2 separate regions of the Capra hircus genome follow, and region 2 is linked to region 1. Evidence: chromatin contacts called from public Hi-C data. All regions are on one chromosome and are shown on one strand. The core of a region is the stretch at or near the end of the contact, and the rest is flanking DNA. Distances in the headings are between cores, read along the strand shown. Region 1 has its middle 16 kb from the start of ETV3. Region 2 has its middle 120 kb from the start of FCRL5.

Region 1 (7,330 bases), core at 2,089-4,588:
TCTTTGTTTTAGCATGTTGGGGGACTTCCAGCCCTCACATCTCATAAAGACGTGGATGGGTCATTTAAATGGTGTACAACTGGAAGACTCTTAGTCACTCAGTTGTGTCCTACCTTTTGTGACCCTGTGGGTTTCCCTGGTGGCTCAGATGGTAAAGAATCCACCTGCAATGCAGGAGACCTGGATTTGATTCCTGGGTTGGGAAGATTGCCTGGAGAAGGGAATGACTACCCACTCCTGTATTCTTTCCTGGAGAATTCCATGGACAGGAGACCAGTGGGCTACAGTCTATGAGGCGGCAAAGAGTCGGACATGACTGAACAACTAATACTTTGGAGGAGTAGATGTGTAACGTGGTAATTAAAGCGTGCACTTTTGAGTTGGAGCACACAAGGGCAGGTGTGTTGCATACTCTCTCTGAGTTTCAATTTCCTTATCTGTAAAATGAGAGATGTGCCTTGTTGTGAGGAGTCAATGTAATAATTCACTTGAAGCACTTAGCATAGACTCCGGTACAAGGGAAGTGCTCATTAAATGCAAAGCGGTGATTACTGATTAGAGAAACTAGTCCTGAGAGATAGAAAGTGCAGGGTTTGAATTCCTTAGGAGAGAAGGAGAACATACGAGGTGATAGAATATGGGGAATAAAGGCTCCTAGAAGAGGGTTAGGTGTTTGGGTAGAGTGGGTTTTGACCCATTGGATTTCAAATTAACCAAACTCTTGGGATCTGATCAGGCTAGGCTAGGTTTGGGGTGTAGAGAGAAGAGATATCTGGGAGATTGAGGTATTTATTACCTTTCTCAGGGACCCCAGTCATGTCTGAAACTTCACCTTTTACATCAAGAAACTTTCCGTAGCCTTTTCTATCCCAGGTCCTTCATTTCCTCTCCCACACATCTTTCCTTCTGAGTCCCCATCTGGTTATTCTGTGTGGTGGATTAAAGATGACCACAAATTCTCGGATACTCCTTCCTGGAGAGATAGGATCTATTTCTCCTTCTCCTGAGTGCTAGCTGGCCTCCAACTGCTTTGGCCATCAGAGTGTAGCAGAAGTGATACTGTGGGAGTTCTGGGTTTAGCCTTTGAGAAGATTTGCGGCTTCTACCTTTTTCTCTTGGGCCTCTGATCTACCATTTAGGAAGTGCAGTCCCTCTGCTAGAGAAAACATGTGCAAAGACCCTGAAACTACATGGAAATAGAAAGGCTCCCAACTAAGATCAGTCTTTCCAGCTGCTCAGGCAAGATACCACACATATGAGAAAATCATTTTGGACCATTGAGCTGAGCTGAGCCCCCAGCTGAATACCACTGGGTAACTCCATTCAATGTTTTATGGAGCAGAAGAATCACCCAGCTGAGCCCTGTCCAAGTTCCTGATCCATAAAATTGTGAGATATAATAAAATGGCTCTTGTTTTAGACAGCTAAATTTGGCGAGGGGGTGGGGAGTGTTGTGTGCTAAGTTGCTTCAGTTGTGTCTGACTCCTTGCAACCCCATGGATTGTAGCCCATCAAGCTCCTCTATCCATTGGGATTCTCCAGGCAAGAATACTGGAGTGGGTTGCCATGCCCTCCTTCTGGGATGGTTTATTATATAACAATAGATAACAAAATCAAATACAAACAAAATGTTAGTATAGTTTATTTGCAATATTTTGAATGGGCACAAGGAATTTCAGGGATAAAGGGCTCTTTAGGATCTTGCCATCTAAATATTCTTGGAGATTATTAGAATATAGAATACAGTCAATCACATACTGTTAGAAATTTAAGGCCTGAATTTCAACTTACCTGTGAAAGGCAATTGACTGAAACTCACCTCACTCCTGCAAGACTCTACTACTCAAATCATTTCATGTTGAGGTGGAAATAAATGAAGGAAATATATGGGAGAGGAAGTCTTCCTCTCTCTACCTGCTGACTACCGGAAGCGGGTGGAAGGGATCTGGGCTGAAAGAACAGGAAGGAGGGCTGTGAAACATAATCTCAGATCTTGACAGTGTCACTTAGGGCCAGCTCTATTTTCCTGCTTGAAAGTAAACAAATAAAAGCTTCACCAAGCCCAAGGAATCTTGAAAGGGCCAATCATATGCACAGTCTGGGATGGATAGGCACCAGCCTCAACATTCAGAGCCCCGAATCAGGAAAAGTAAGTCACGGAGAAGTTCTTTGCTCAGATCACCCAACATGCCAGGAGAAGATCTGACTCTCTTGGGGCTCTTTTCCAGATGGAGTTTTCTACTGCACCATGATGTTCCTTCATCCTTGCTGCTGAGGACAGAGGCACATTTAAATCATGATTATCTTGTGGTTTTCTGGAACCCTGATTCCCAGACAGCCAGCCTTCTTTTCTGAGTTATGGTCAATCCCTCTAAGAAGGTGAGAAGGAGCAGCTGTGTTACACTATCTTTGAAAATGGAGCACAGAGGAGTGGGCTTACACAGAGCTCATAGCTCAGGAAGAGGAATTCTAATGAGGAGGGGAGAATCTCAAAGGGGCCAGGTGTCTGTCCTCAGGCATTTACGTTCAGGACGAAGATATGGCATCTGCTTCCTTCAGTGAGTGGGGGAGGCAGCAAGCCATGACTATGTGAGGTCTGAGCAATTGCACGGTAAGGGTGCCCCTGGAATCATAGAGAGGAGTAGAGAGGCCTAGCGAAGAAGGGCTCCTGGAGGAGGCGATAGGCACGCACATGGGAAGGCAGAGCGAGGGAGACTGGCAGCAAATGTTTTGTGCAGTTTCGGAAGTAGACACAAGCAATGCTTATGTTCAAGACGTGATAAGGAAACTGCTAGAGATAGAGCGTGGCCCTTGCTGAGGAGGCAGGAGAGGCATGATTAGAAAAGTGGAAGGAGAGAAAGGGTAATTAATAATGGCGGGAGGCCCGGACCCGTAGGAGCTCTGTCCCTGATCTCTAGACCATGGGTATGAGTCGTCTGGTCCCAAGGCCAAACCTCCAGCTCTTTCCAGCTCCATCTGCATTCCCAGCTCCCATCGGCTCCTGCCTCAGCAATAATCACAATAGCACCACGATGGCTGCCAGGTGTGGAGCGCTTACAACGTGCCAGGCACCGCATTGTGTGCATCTCCTGTGCCCCCCGCGGGGAGCACTAAGGGGATCTGCACGTCACACATGAGGAAACGGTGAAACTACAAGTAGAGCTAGGAGCCTGTTGAGACAGGCTGACGAATTTCCCCCCACATTCCTCGTCTCCCATAAGTGGCAGAGCCAGGAAGGAGCCCAGGCTGTTTTCACCGTCGTCTGCGGGGACCTGCTGAGGGTTGGATGCTGTGCCAGCGTGTGGGTCACCTGCTCACGAAACCCGGTGATTGTGTGGGTCACCGCGGAGACACGAGAGAGCTGCACACCCGGCTGAAGAGCTGATAGGGGCCCCGTGTGCCCTCCCTGCTCCTCCATGACTCCTCTCCTACCCTCAGGAAAATCTCTTAGTGCCCTCATCCAGGGCACTGAGGGCAAGGAACTGGCACTGCCAGTGGAGAGGGAAGTGTAAAGCTATGCCTTGGCCGATCAGTCCTCAAAGGATCCCAGCTCCCAGAATATGAGGAAGAAGCTGCCTTCAGGTGAGGTTTATGCTTGTCTGCCCAGGGTTACGGATTGTATAGATATGCCTCCATTACAGTGAGATACAAAGATGATTAATAATCTAGGAATTCCTGCCTCTTCAATGCCTTTCACATCTTTAAGGAGCGCTTGCTGCGTGTCTAGCAATCTGCTGAAGTGATGAGGGGAGGAGACAGAATAAGTGAAGGGGAATTTTCGTTAAGTTTCTCGCCCTCAAGGAAGTTTTGCACTGGTTGGGGATGTATGATTTCTAAATATTAGATAATTATAAGACAATGCCAAATAATATATAATTACACTCTCAGTTAAATATGTGCATGTCTGCTAAGTTGCTTCATTTGTGTCTGACTCTTCGCAGCCTTATGGACTGTAGCCCACCAGGCTCCTCTGTCCATTGAATTCTCCAGACAAGAATATTGAAGTGGGTTGCCATACCGTCCTCCAGGGGATCTTCCCAACCCAGGGTTGAACCTGTGTCTCTTATGTCTCCTGCATTGGCAGGCAGATTCTTTACCACTAGCACCACCTGGGAAGGCCCAATTAAATATGGTTAAGTGTCAAAATATATGTCACAAACATGATGTATGGGAGAAGCCAGGGTGGGCTTCAATGACTCAGTGTGAACAGCTTATGGAGACGCTGAGCCTGTGATGGTGGGTGGGAATCTGAAAAGTGGAGGGGGTGAATCAGAGGTGATGAGGAGAGTTGGTGGGGAGTGAGCATTAACAAACATGGTGAACACGTGTGGTGACTGTGTGAGCTTGGGGGGTGAGCAGACAGGCTGAGCCGTGGAGGGTGCTGGGCAGAAGAGAAAACTCTGGTGTTGGACAGATATGGGTTAAAGCCTGACTATCCAGGGAACTGGTTGTAAGACTGGGACATTACTTAACTTTTCTGAGCCTTGATTTTCTCACAATATGATAATATCTGCCATTCAAGGTTGTTCTGAGGATTAAATGCAAGTCATCCTCATAGAGCCTAGAACAGAGTAGAACTCTCAAAAAAGTTATATTACAATTAATTATTGTTAACAAAATAATTATTACAATCATTTTGAAGATAAACTTGCACAGGTGAGTATGACCAAATTATGAAACAGTGTCTTGCGTCAAATTCTGGCATCAGTCCTTTTTCGTTGGGCTCACTTGGGCAATATACTTAACATCCCTGAGCCTTAGCTCCTTCATCTGAAAATAGGGATGACTGTGTCCTCTGTCTCACAGGGGGCTGTAAGGATAAGATGACCTGTTACCTATAGAACACTTAGGAGAGGGCTTGGTACCTAACAAGCACTAATAAATGTTAGCTATCATTACAGCTAATCCTCCCAAATCCGGCAAGGGTTTACCATCCCCATATTGTTGCTGCGGAAACAAAGGCTCAGAGGTGAAGTAACTTGTCCAGGTCCCCCAGCCAGTCACTGGTGAGCAGAACTTTGTCCTTTCCATGAAGGAAGCACAGACACAGTCCAGGCTGCCTTCCTCACGTCTCCAGTGGAAATGCAGCTCTCCGACTCCAAAGCTCTCAGGGCTTCCAGTATAGAACTTACTACGGCGCGACTAACAGCACGGTGACGCCCTTGGGGGGAGGGCTGCTGCCTTGCTCATCTTTTGTGTGGTCAGGCCCTGGCAGGTGATCAAGAATGCTTGCTGACTTGAGATGAGGTGAAGTGACCTGCGTTGGAGCCCTGGAAAAGGCAGGGCTGGATGTGAGCCTGTATCTGGGCTGTTGGAGGAAGGGGTCAAGATGACTCCAGGTGTCCAGCCTCAGTGAGTAGGAGAAGGGTAGACCAGTTGGCCGAGAACTGGAAGTTGGGAGAGGCTGATGGTTTGGGTTTGAGAAGAAAGTAGGTGAAAGGGAAGATATCAGGTCAGGTTTGGGCAGGTTGTGATGGAGAGAGAGACATTTTAATTAGGATTTGGAGCGATGAAAATCCACAGGTGGCTCCCCACCCCCTCTCCACATGGACTGGCTTGTGACCTGATGTCAAGGTCCCTGCCTTGGACTTGTTACTGATGGGTCCCTGCTCTCGACTTGTTACTGATGGGTCCCTGCCCTGGACTTGTTACTGATGGGAGACATGAGGCACACCCAGGAAGCCACAGTGTTTAGAACACTTATGCAGGCACCTATCAGAGCCAGAAAAGGGTTTCTGGCCGTTGTGGTGGGGATGAGGAGCCCTGGAATGCAGGGATGGGGGAGGTCAGTCTAGGAGAGCTTCCTGGAGGAGGAGGAGGAGGAGGAGGAGGAGGAGGCTCAGGTTTGGTCAGCAGGGGCAGTTAGCTGCAAAGGAGGGAGACAGAATGTCGGGTGGGGTGCTCACTGCAGGGAAGATTCTGGGCCTGGTCCCAGCGGGGGAGCTGGAGGAGGAACATACCACAGCTGTTGTGAGGGGGCCCGAATGAGATCTCTAGGGAAACAGGACGAGAATAACCACTGTAATGCCCAGCACCACCCTCTGCATGCTGCGTTCTCTTCTGCGGGGGCTTTGCTTTCTGCCATGTGGAAACCCCTCACTCTTACTACCTCCTTCCTCCCTTCCCCATCTTCCCACAGGACCACCAGTTGGGGAGAGTGGGCCTTGCCAGCTGTCTCCTCCCCACCTCAGCCCATCACGATCAGATCCCCTCCTCCTAGTCCTGACAGGCAAACCTGGCACCCACCTCTCGGTGTCTCCTGGCTGCCCCCCTCCACTGTGCCCCCAGCCCTCACCCTCTCTCCTGAGCAGGATAACAGTGATACAGCCTGATACCCAGAAGTGAAGGGTGAAGGGGGTCCCCTCTCCCTCCCTCCTGGGCTCCTGGCCCTGCTCCTCGGTCTCCCCAGCTCCGTCCTTGGCAGGCCCGAGCCCCAGCCCTGCCCCCCAGTGCTCTCAGCTCTCCCCCTGCCTGGCACTCCCACTGCTGTGGGAGGGCCCAGCAGCTCCCTGCCCTGGCCTGGCCCCTGGGAGCCCCTGTGGGCAGGGGAAGCTCGGCTTCTGGGATTTCCCCGGCCTTTGGCCAGCAGGAAGTCTGCCCTTGGAGAGGGGAACCTTGCTCCTGGCCTCAGGCCAGCTATTCAGCCAGACCAAAGTTCAGGGGAAGCGCCTGGGGATTCCCGCTGATCTCTACTCTTCAGGTTCGGGGTTCAGGCCTCAGAGGCCCAGAGAGCAACCCCAGGTCAGGGTGGGGACCGGTTGGAGGCACTGGAGAACGGTGGGAGAGACCTGCATCACCCCAAGCTGGATTCGGCCCCCCAGGCTGTGAGGCAGTGAGGAGGGGGCTCTCTGGACGTCTCTCCTCTCCCTGCTGGTTGTGTGTGCCAGGCGGGTGTGGCCTGGGCACAGCCTTGATAAGGGGCTGCAGCAGCGCCGCCCCAGCCCTGTGGGCTCCTGGGTGGCCCGGAGCAGAGCGGTGTTCGCGCAGAGTCCACATCCTGCTTGTCCTGGTCCTGACACTTCCAGGAACCAGAGGCAGGAAAGGAGGTGCCTGGAAGCCTTTCTCTGATGCCTCAGTCTCCCCTCCCGGGGCTGTGGCTGATGAAAGGGGATAAACTCTGCGAGTCAGGGTAGGGGGAGAGGCAGTCTCCTTTCCCAGGGGCTCTGGCGGGCAGAGGCCCCCCTCCTCTCTGAATCTCTCTTCAGCCCTTACTCCGAGGTTGCCCTGTTCCCTGGCTCCAAATGAGCCCCCAGGGACCCCTCAGCAGCAAACACAACAGGGGAAGAGCAGGAGCCAGCCCCGGGGGAGCAGGGTAGACAACACGGGTGAG
Region 2 (7,330 bases), core at 3,270-5,769, 740 kb after region 1:
ATCACTGCAGATGGTGACTGCAGCCATGAAATTAAAGGACACTTACTCCTTGGAAGAAAAGTTATGACCAACCTAGACAGCATATTAAAAAGCAGAGACATTACTTTGACAACAAAGGTCCATCTAGTCAAGGCTATGGTTTTTCCAGTAGTCATGTATTGATGTGAGAGTTGGACTGTAAAGAAAGCTGTGCACTGAAAAACTGAAGCTTTTGAACTGTGGTGTTGGAGAATGCCGGGGGCCAGCGTGAGGAACTCCGCCCATGGCAAAGGTCATGAGGAAGGAGGCTTGGCATACGCAAAGGCGTGATCAAGCCTCGGGAAACCCCCTGTTCCCGAGCATCTACCCCCAAACCAGAGTCTGTTTTATGCTCTCACCTACACCTCTGACTTTACGGGGGGCTCTCCCCCATAACCATTTCTCTCGGAGAAGGAGTTAACTTGCGGCTCCAAGTCAATAAAAATTCCTGGGCGTGACAAGAGTGTTTCAGCTTACAGACTCCTCTGAAGATTATCTAGCCCAACTGTATAGGTTCGTCCGGCCACATGTGATTGTTTACAGCCTTCCAACCTGAGAGGCACGAGATGTTTTAGACTTACTAAAGGCAAATTCTTTTGGGGAGTTAGAAATTATTAGTATAGTGGCTTGGTTAGGAATTATATTGGTGAAGAGCTTTTCATTTGTTGTGTCAATAATTGCTGCTAATTCCCTGCTCTGGGTGGGACAAGGATGTCTCAGGTCAAACCTCTCTGCTGACAGACTAGCTTGTGTGACAGGATTATCCATACTGCTGCCACTAGGCACATGATTGTTTACTACCTCTCAACCATAAAAGCACAGAGAGTTTTGGAGTATTTTGAGAGTCTTAATTAGCATAGGGCTTTTTCTTCTTGTTGAATCAATGATTGCCGCCAGGCCTCCATATCCTTAGGCACCTGGGAATATATTAATCAATGTATTTGGAATATAGAAAAGGAAATATAGTAGTTTTTGATGTTAGCAATACTAGAGTTTTTGAGTTAATGAATTTTCTCTTTTGTAATAGATCACTGTACTTTGTTATAAATCACGTGTCCTTTCTACATAAAAATGTAACTTTATCACTATCTTAAGACTAAATAGATCTTAAGGGGAGCATTGGTGAAAGGATTTTCATTTGCTGGGCTGATGTTTGCTGCGAAATCTCCATATTCCCTGCCCTTATAATGAATATAACTAGCATATAGGAGAAATAAGCATTAACTTTTAAGCATATAGGAGAAATAAGTATTAACCTTTAAGATTAATCTTGTTAACCTTGGGTTAAATAAATTCCTTTCTTGACTGTAACTCACTACACCCTCACCCTATAGGTATGTAACTTTATTTGGAGGGTGGTGCCTGGTTTAAGAAAAAATACCCTTGGAAGAAATAAGTTTTTTGGTTATCAGAAAGAAAGGATCATAAAATGTCAACAGGTCTCACTCATGGCCAGAAGATAATGTAATATTCCTAAGACCTTTTTTATACATTTATGTGAAGCACCTGATTTTGTTAAAGGTCAGAACTGCTGACCCCCACATGACTCTGTATTCATCCCTATGTGTAACAAAAGGTATATAAGCAAACCCCAAAATAAAGAAATCGGATCAGTTTCCAGAAAGACTGATTCCCCCATATCGCTTCTTTCTTGCTTCCATTTTTCTGGCTGAATTCCCATCTGGAGCATGGATGCTATTCCACGTAATCCAAGTTATTCAGCCTCTTTTTCTCCACTAATCTTTCTGCTACACTATCCGTTTCTAATCTCTCTCTATATCTGCAATTAAATATGTATTTTTCCAAAGACGCTGACACCGTCCCCACCTTCAAATTCCCTGGATCCACCGGGGCTGGACCCCGGCAGGAGAAGACTCTTGAGTGTCCCTAGGACAGCAAGGAGATCAAACCAGTCCATCCTAAAGGAAATCAGTCCTGAGTGTTCATTGGAAGGACTGATGTTGAAGCTGAAACTCCAATACTTTGGCCACCTGATGTGAAGAGTTGATTCATTTGAAAAGGCCCTAATGCTGGAGAAGATTGAAGGCAGAAGGAGAAGGGGATGAGAGAGGATGAGATGGTTGGATGTCATCACCGACGTAATAGACATGAGTTTGATGTACAGGGATGCCTGGCATGCCAATCCATGTCACAAAAACCTGGACACGACTGAGAGACTGAACTGAATTGAACTGAAAGATACTGGCTCCTTGGAAGAAAATGTATGACATACCTAGACTGTGTATTAAAAAGCAGAGACATCACTTTGCAAACACAGGTCTGTACAGATGAAGCTATGGTTTTTCCAGTAGTCATGTATGGATATGAGAGTTGGATCAGAAAGGAGGTTGAGTGCTGAAGAACTATGGTGTTGAAGAAGATTCTTGAGAGCTCCTTGGATATAGCAAGGAGATCAAACCAGTCAATCCTAAGGAAATCAACTCTGAATATTGGTTAGAAGGATTGATGCTGAAGCTGAAGCTCCAATACTTTGGCCACCTGATGAAAAGAGCCAACTCACTGGAAAAGACCTTCATGCTGGGAAAGATGGAGAGCAGGGGGAGAAGGGTGCGACAGAGGATGAGATGGTTTGATGGCATCCCTGATTCAGCAGACATGAGTTTGAGCAAACTCCGGAAGATAGGAAAGGACAGGTAAGCCTGGCATGCTGCAGTCCATGGGGTCACAAAGAGTCAGCCACAACTGAGTGACTGAACCACAACAACAACAAGAAGTTTAGCCATGGGGAGTGGGGTGGGAGGAGAAGCTAAAAGACCTGTAAGCAAATAGGGAACTTCATGGAATGGGTGAAATGTCAGGCATGTTTGAGATTAGACTTGGATGTCATGCTCAGAGTTAAACTTTACCTTGCAAGCTGGCATTTTCCAAAGTATGTTATAACTTGACTCAGACACTAATTTAGTAAAGCTCAGGTAGGCTTTTGCTTGAAAAAAATAAGAAGGAACGTGGAATCCCAAGGTTATGTATGTTGTGACATACCAGATTAAAGAATTTAAACTGATGTTCCCACAGGAGTAGGGATTGTGACTATCTCAGAAGGGACCAGTCTGTACATTTCCCAAAGTTTTCTGAATTTGTGCCCCATCTCCCTCCTTGGGAAGTATTTCTCAGAACTGCTGGTCTGGAGCACACTGATGGAGCACACTGGGAACTGCTGATGTAGGTGAGCCAGATGCCAGCTTGTGGTACAATGTGTGCAGGAGATAAGCTATGTTCTGTTTTTCCCATGAGCCCTCACCTTCGTCTCCACTTCCCCACTTCGGTAGACCATCAGAAATGTGATCCTTTCAACAAGACCCAATTATATTGTCAGTAGCACAACCACATCTCTGCATGAAACATAAGCTGTTTGAGGTAGACCTGTCTGCCCCCACCACAGACCCCCTTCCATGGTACACTGGTTCCTTCTACATATATTAATGAGCCCCTGTGTGCTGTGCTGTACTCAGTTGCTCAGTGATGTCAGACTCTGTGACCCCATGGACTGTAGCCCACCAGGCTCCTCTGTCCATGGGATTTTCTAGGCAAGAATACAGAGGGGGTTGCCATTTCCTCCTCCAGGGGATCTTCCTGACTCAGGGCTCAAACTCGCATCTCCAGGATCTTCTGCATTACAGGCAGATTATTTACAGCTGAGCCACAGAGGGGAGTCCTAATGAGCCCCTATGGTATACCAGTGCTCCAAGTGCTTAGGATACATCCACGGATGAATCCAACAAAACTTCTATCTTCATCATTCCAGTAGAAGGAGAAGGACACTACACAACAGTCATGATAAATAAGGACATGGTGTAGTGTGTTAGGGGATAAGGCTCAGGAGCGTGGTTTCAGTTTTACATCAGGAGGTCAGAACAGGCTTCGTCAAAGAGAAGACCTCTGAGGAAAGAGTGGGAGGAGATGATGGAGTGGACATCTTAAGGAATAGTTTTCATGGCAGAGATGACAGCTCTTGTAATGGCCCTTGGGGGGACCTGTGCCTGGTGTGTTCCAGGAATAGGAGGCCAGTGTGGCTGAGGCAAGAACGTTAAGAGAGTTTGAGATCAGCGCAGAAACAGGGAGCCAGGTCAGGTCCATGTAGACCTGGACCCTCACAACGCCCCTGCCAGAAGGGGCCTGGAAGATCTGGGTGATGATCCACCACTTGCTGGTCAGATGAGAAAACGAGGTGGACAGGGTTGACGGGCACTAGAATAGACCCTGGTTCCTGCGCAGCTTCTCAAACCCAGCTCTTGCTAGTGAGGACCCTGCCTGGGTCCTGTGCAGGGCTGTGGCCTCCACTCTGTCCAGACGTCCAGGAAAGACCAGCCAGGTGGCCACAACAGCGGGTCAGAGACGGGGTGGCTGCCGCTGCAGCACTGCCCACCAGGGGGCGCCGGCCCAGCGCGCAGCGTCTCCCTTCATCCCTGGAAACTCCCCACGCGGCTCCTCGGGATTGCCCGCACCTGACTCGGACCCCAGCTCCGGCCCCGGTGGTTCCTTCCCACCCAGGCTTGCCCGCTTTGTCTCAACTAACCTCCGGATCACTCCTCTCTCTCCGCCTTCCCCCACCCTTCTTACCTCTGCCCGAGCTGTGGGGAGAGACAGCCCGGCCTGAAGAAGAGCTCTGAAAAGGGGACGCCCCCGGGTTTTGCGGGCCGGGGGAGTGGGAGGCGCGGAGGGGCGCTGCGGGCGCTGGTGGGGCGGCGTGGAGTGTGCGCCTCACCCGTGTTGTCTACCCTGCTCCCCCGGGGCTGGCTCCTGCTCTTCCCCTGTTGTGTTTGCTGCTGAGGGGTCCCCGGGGGCTCATTTGGAGCCAGGGAACAGGGCAACCTCGGAGTAAGGGCTGAAGAGAGATTCAGAGAGGAGGGGGGCCTCTGCCCGCCAGAGCCCCTGGGAAAGGAGACTGCCTCTCCCCCTACCCTGACTCGCAGAGTTTATCCCCTTTCATCAGCCACAGCCCCGGGAGGGGAGACTGAGGCATCAGAGAAAGGCTTCCAGGCACCTCCTTTCCTGCCTCTGGTTCCTGGAAGTGTCAGGACCAGGACAAGCAGGATGTGGACTCTGCGCGAACACCGCTCTGCTCCGGGCCACCCAGGAGCCCACAGGGCTGGGGCGGCGCTGCTGCAGCCCCTTATCAAGGCTGTGCCCAGGCCACACCCGCCTGGCACACACAACCAGCAGGGAGAGGAGAGACGTCCAGAGAGCCCCCTCCTCACTGCTCCACAGCCTGGGGGGCCGAATCCAGCTTGGGGTGATGCAAGTCTCCCTCACCACCCTCCAGTGCCTCCGACCGGTCCCCACCCTGACCTGGGGGTGCTCTCCGGGCCTCTGAGGCCTGAAGCTCGAAATTGAAGAGTAGAGATCAGCAGGAGTCCCCACGCGCCTCCCCTGAACTTTGGTCTGGCTGAATAGCTGGCCTGAGGCCAGAACAAGACTCACCTCTTCAAGAGCAGACTTCCTGCTGGCCAGAGGCCCAGGAAATCCCAGAAGCCGAGCTTCCCCTGCCCCACAGGGGCTCCCAGGGGCCAGGCCAGGGCAGGGAGCTGCTGGGCCCTCCCACAGCAGTGGGAGTGCCAGGCAGGGGGAGAGCTGAGAGCACTGGGGGGCAGGGCTGGGGCTGGGGCTCCGGCCTGCCAAGGACAGAGGAGGACGCGGTGAGAGAGGAGCTGGGGAGACCGAGGAGCAGGGCCAGAAGTCCAGGAGGGAGGGAGAGGGGACCCCCTTGTAAGGCCGGACCCTGGAGGCCATGATGGGCAGCCTCTCTCCAGACAGCAGGAAAGTCCCTAAGGGAAGGATCCTTCCAGATCCTGACCAATGACAGCACACTTCTCCAGCTAAAACAATCCCCATCCCAGCCGTGTAAAGGACCTATCAGACTGCAACACCTCGACCGAACAACCTATCCGAACCCCCATCTATTAACCATACCTTTTTTGGCGATCTTGCCAGAGCATCCATCACAACGAACATATATCAGTTCAGTTCAGTTCAGTTCATTTCAGTCGCTCAGTCGTGTCCGACTCTTTGCGACCCTATGAACCACAGCATGCCAGGTTTCCCTGTCCATCACCATCTCCCGGAGTTCACTCAGATTCACATCCATCGAGTCCATGATGCCATCCAGCCATGTCGTCCCCTTCTCCTCCTGCCCCCAATCCCTCCCAGCATCAGAGTCTTTTCCAATGAGTCAACTCTTCGCATGAGATGGCCAAAGTACTGGAGCTTCAGCTTTAGCATCATTCCTTCCAAAGAAATCCCAGGGTTGATCTCATTCAGAGTGGACTGGTTGGATGTCCTTGCAGTCCAGGGGACTCTCAAGAGTCTTCTGCAACACCACAGTTCAAAAGCATCAATTCTTCGGTGCTCAGCCTTCTTCACAGTCCAACTCTCACATCCATACATGACCACAGGAACATATATAACCACCCCTAAAACAGTCTCGGCGTGGACTTCCTCAACCTGCCTTGTTTGGGTCTGGGTACCCCGCCAGGTAGCACTTCTCCATTAAAGCCTGTTAGACACTCTTTTTGGTGTCCTGGTCGTCTTTTACTTAACATTTGGAGCCCAGCATGGGGCTCAAGGAGAGGGCCCATCCCGCGACAAATGGGATTTGTGGCCCATCCCCTCGGGTCTCGCCTGCGCCTGAACAGGTCATCCCGCCACCCCGTCAGGACCATCCGACCGTCTGTCAGGATACAGGCTAAGTTCCACCAGTCAGGTTCTGGGGGAGTGTTGCTCCCATTGTGATTATTCCTAGGGTGTCTTGGTCTTTTTAAATCACAGCCGCATCTGGACCCCTGCTTCCGCAGACCAGGCCTGCTATTCCTCGGTGCCAGTCAACTTGGAGGCGTCCATCTTGGCTGAGTGGCCCTCTCCTCACCTCGCTGGGTTGACGGCCCATTAGAGGACACCTGACCGGACCACTCCCAACCCCACTACCAATTGGTCCAGGACCTTTGTTTCATATTTGCCATGGGGGCGGCTGCCTCCAAGGCCGACCAACCCTGGTCTACACCACTGGAAAGTTTACTCGTCAACCTCAGAACTCTACATATCTCTGGGAAATTTGCTCCAAACGCTTAACCTTCCTCTGTTCTGAGGCATGGCCCCAATATTCTCTAGGTAACAGCTCACAATGGCCGCCAACCGGAACTTTAGATTTTAACATCCTTCATGAATTAGATAATTACTGCTGGAGGACGGGAAAATGGTCTGAGGTACCCTATGTACAGGCTTTCTCTCTGTTGTGCTCCCGTCCCACCCTATATACCCACTGTTCCCCTTCTGAAATTCTTCTAACCATGGCCCTTCC

The links. Hi-C and Micro-C count contacts between places; a contact is called where the count stands out from the background.
Region 2: a contact with region 1 is called in a Hi-C map of blood, with 17 times the contacts expected there. The contact joins two enhancer-like sites. A contact is called at or near these places in 2 of 5 Hi-C or Micro-C datasets (blood and liver).

The regions. Positions count from the first base shown.
Region 1 is chr3:106,390,038-106,397,367 of ARS1.2, forward strand. No RefSeq gene overlaps it. Among named protein-coding and RNA genes, the nearest start is that of ETV3, 16 kb to the left of the region's middle. Within about 2 kb of position 3,339, at least 2 of the 5 cell types and tissues checked have an H3K27ac peak or open chromatin away from gene starts, as enhancers often do.
Region 2 is chr3:107,132,327-107,139,656 of ARS1.2, forward strand. No RefSeq gene overlaps it. Among named protein-coding and RNA genes, the nearest start is that of FCRL5, 120 kb to the right of the region's middle. Within about 2 kb of position 4,520, at least 1 of the 5 cell types and tissues checked has an H3K27ac peak or open chromatin away from gene starts, as enhancers often do.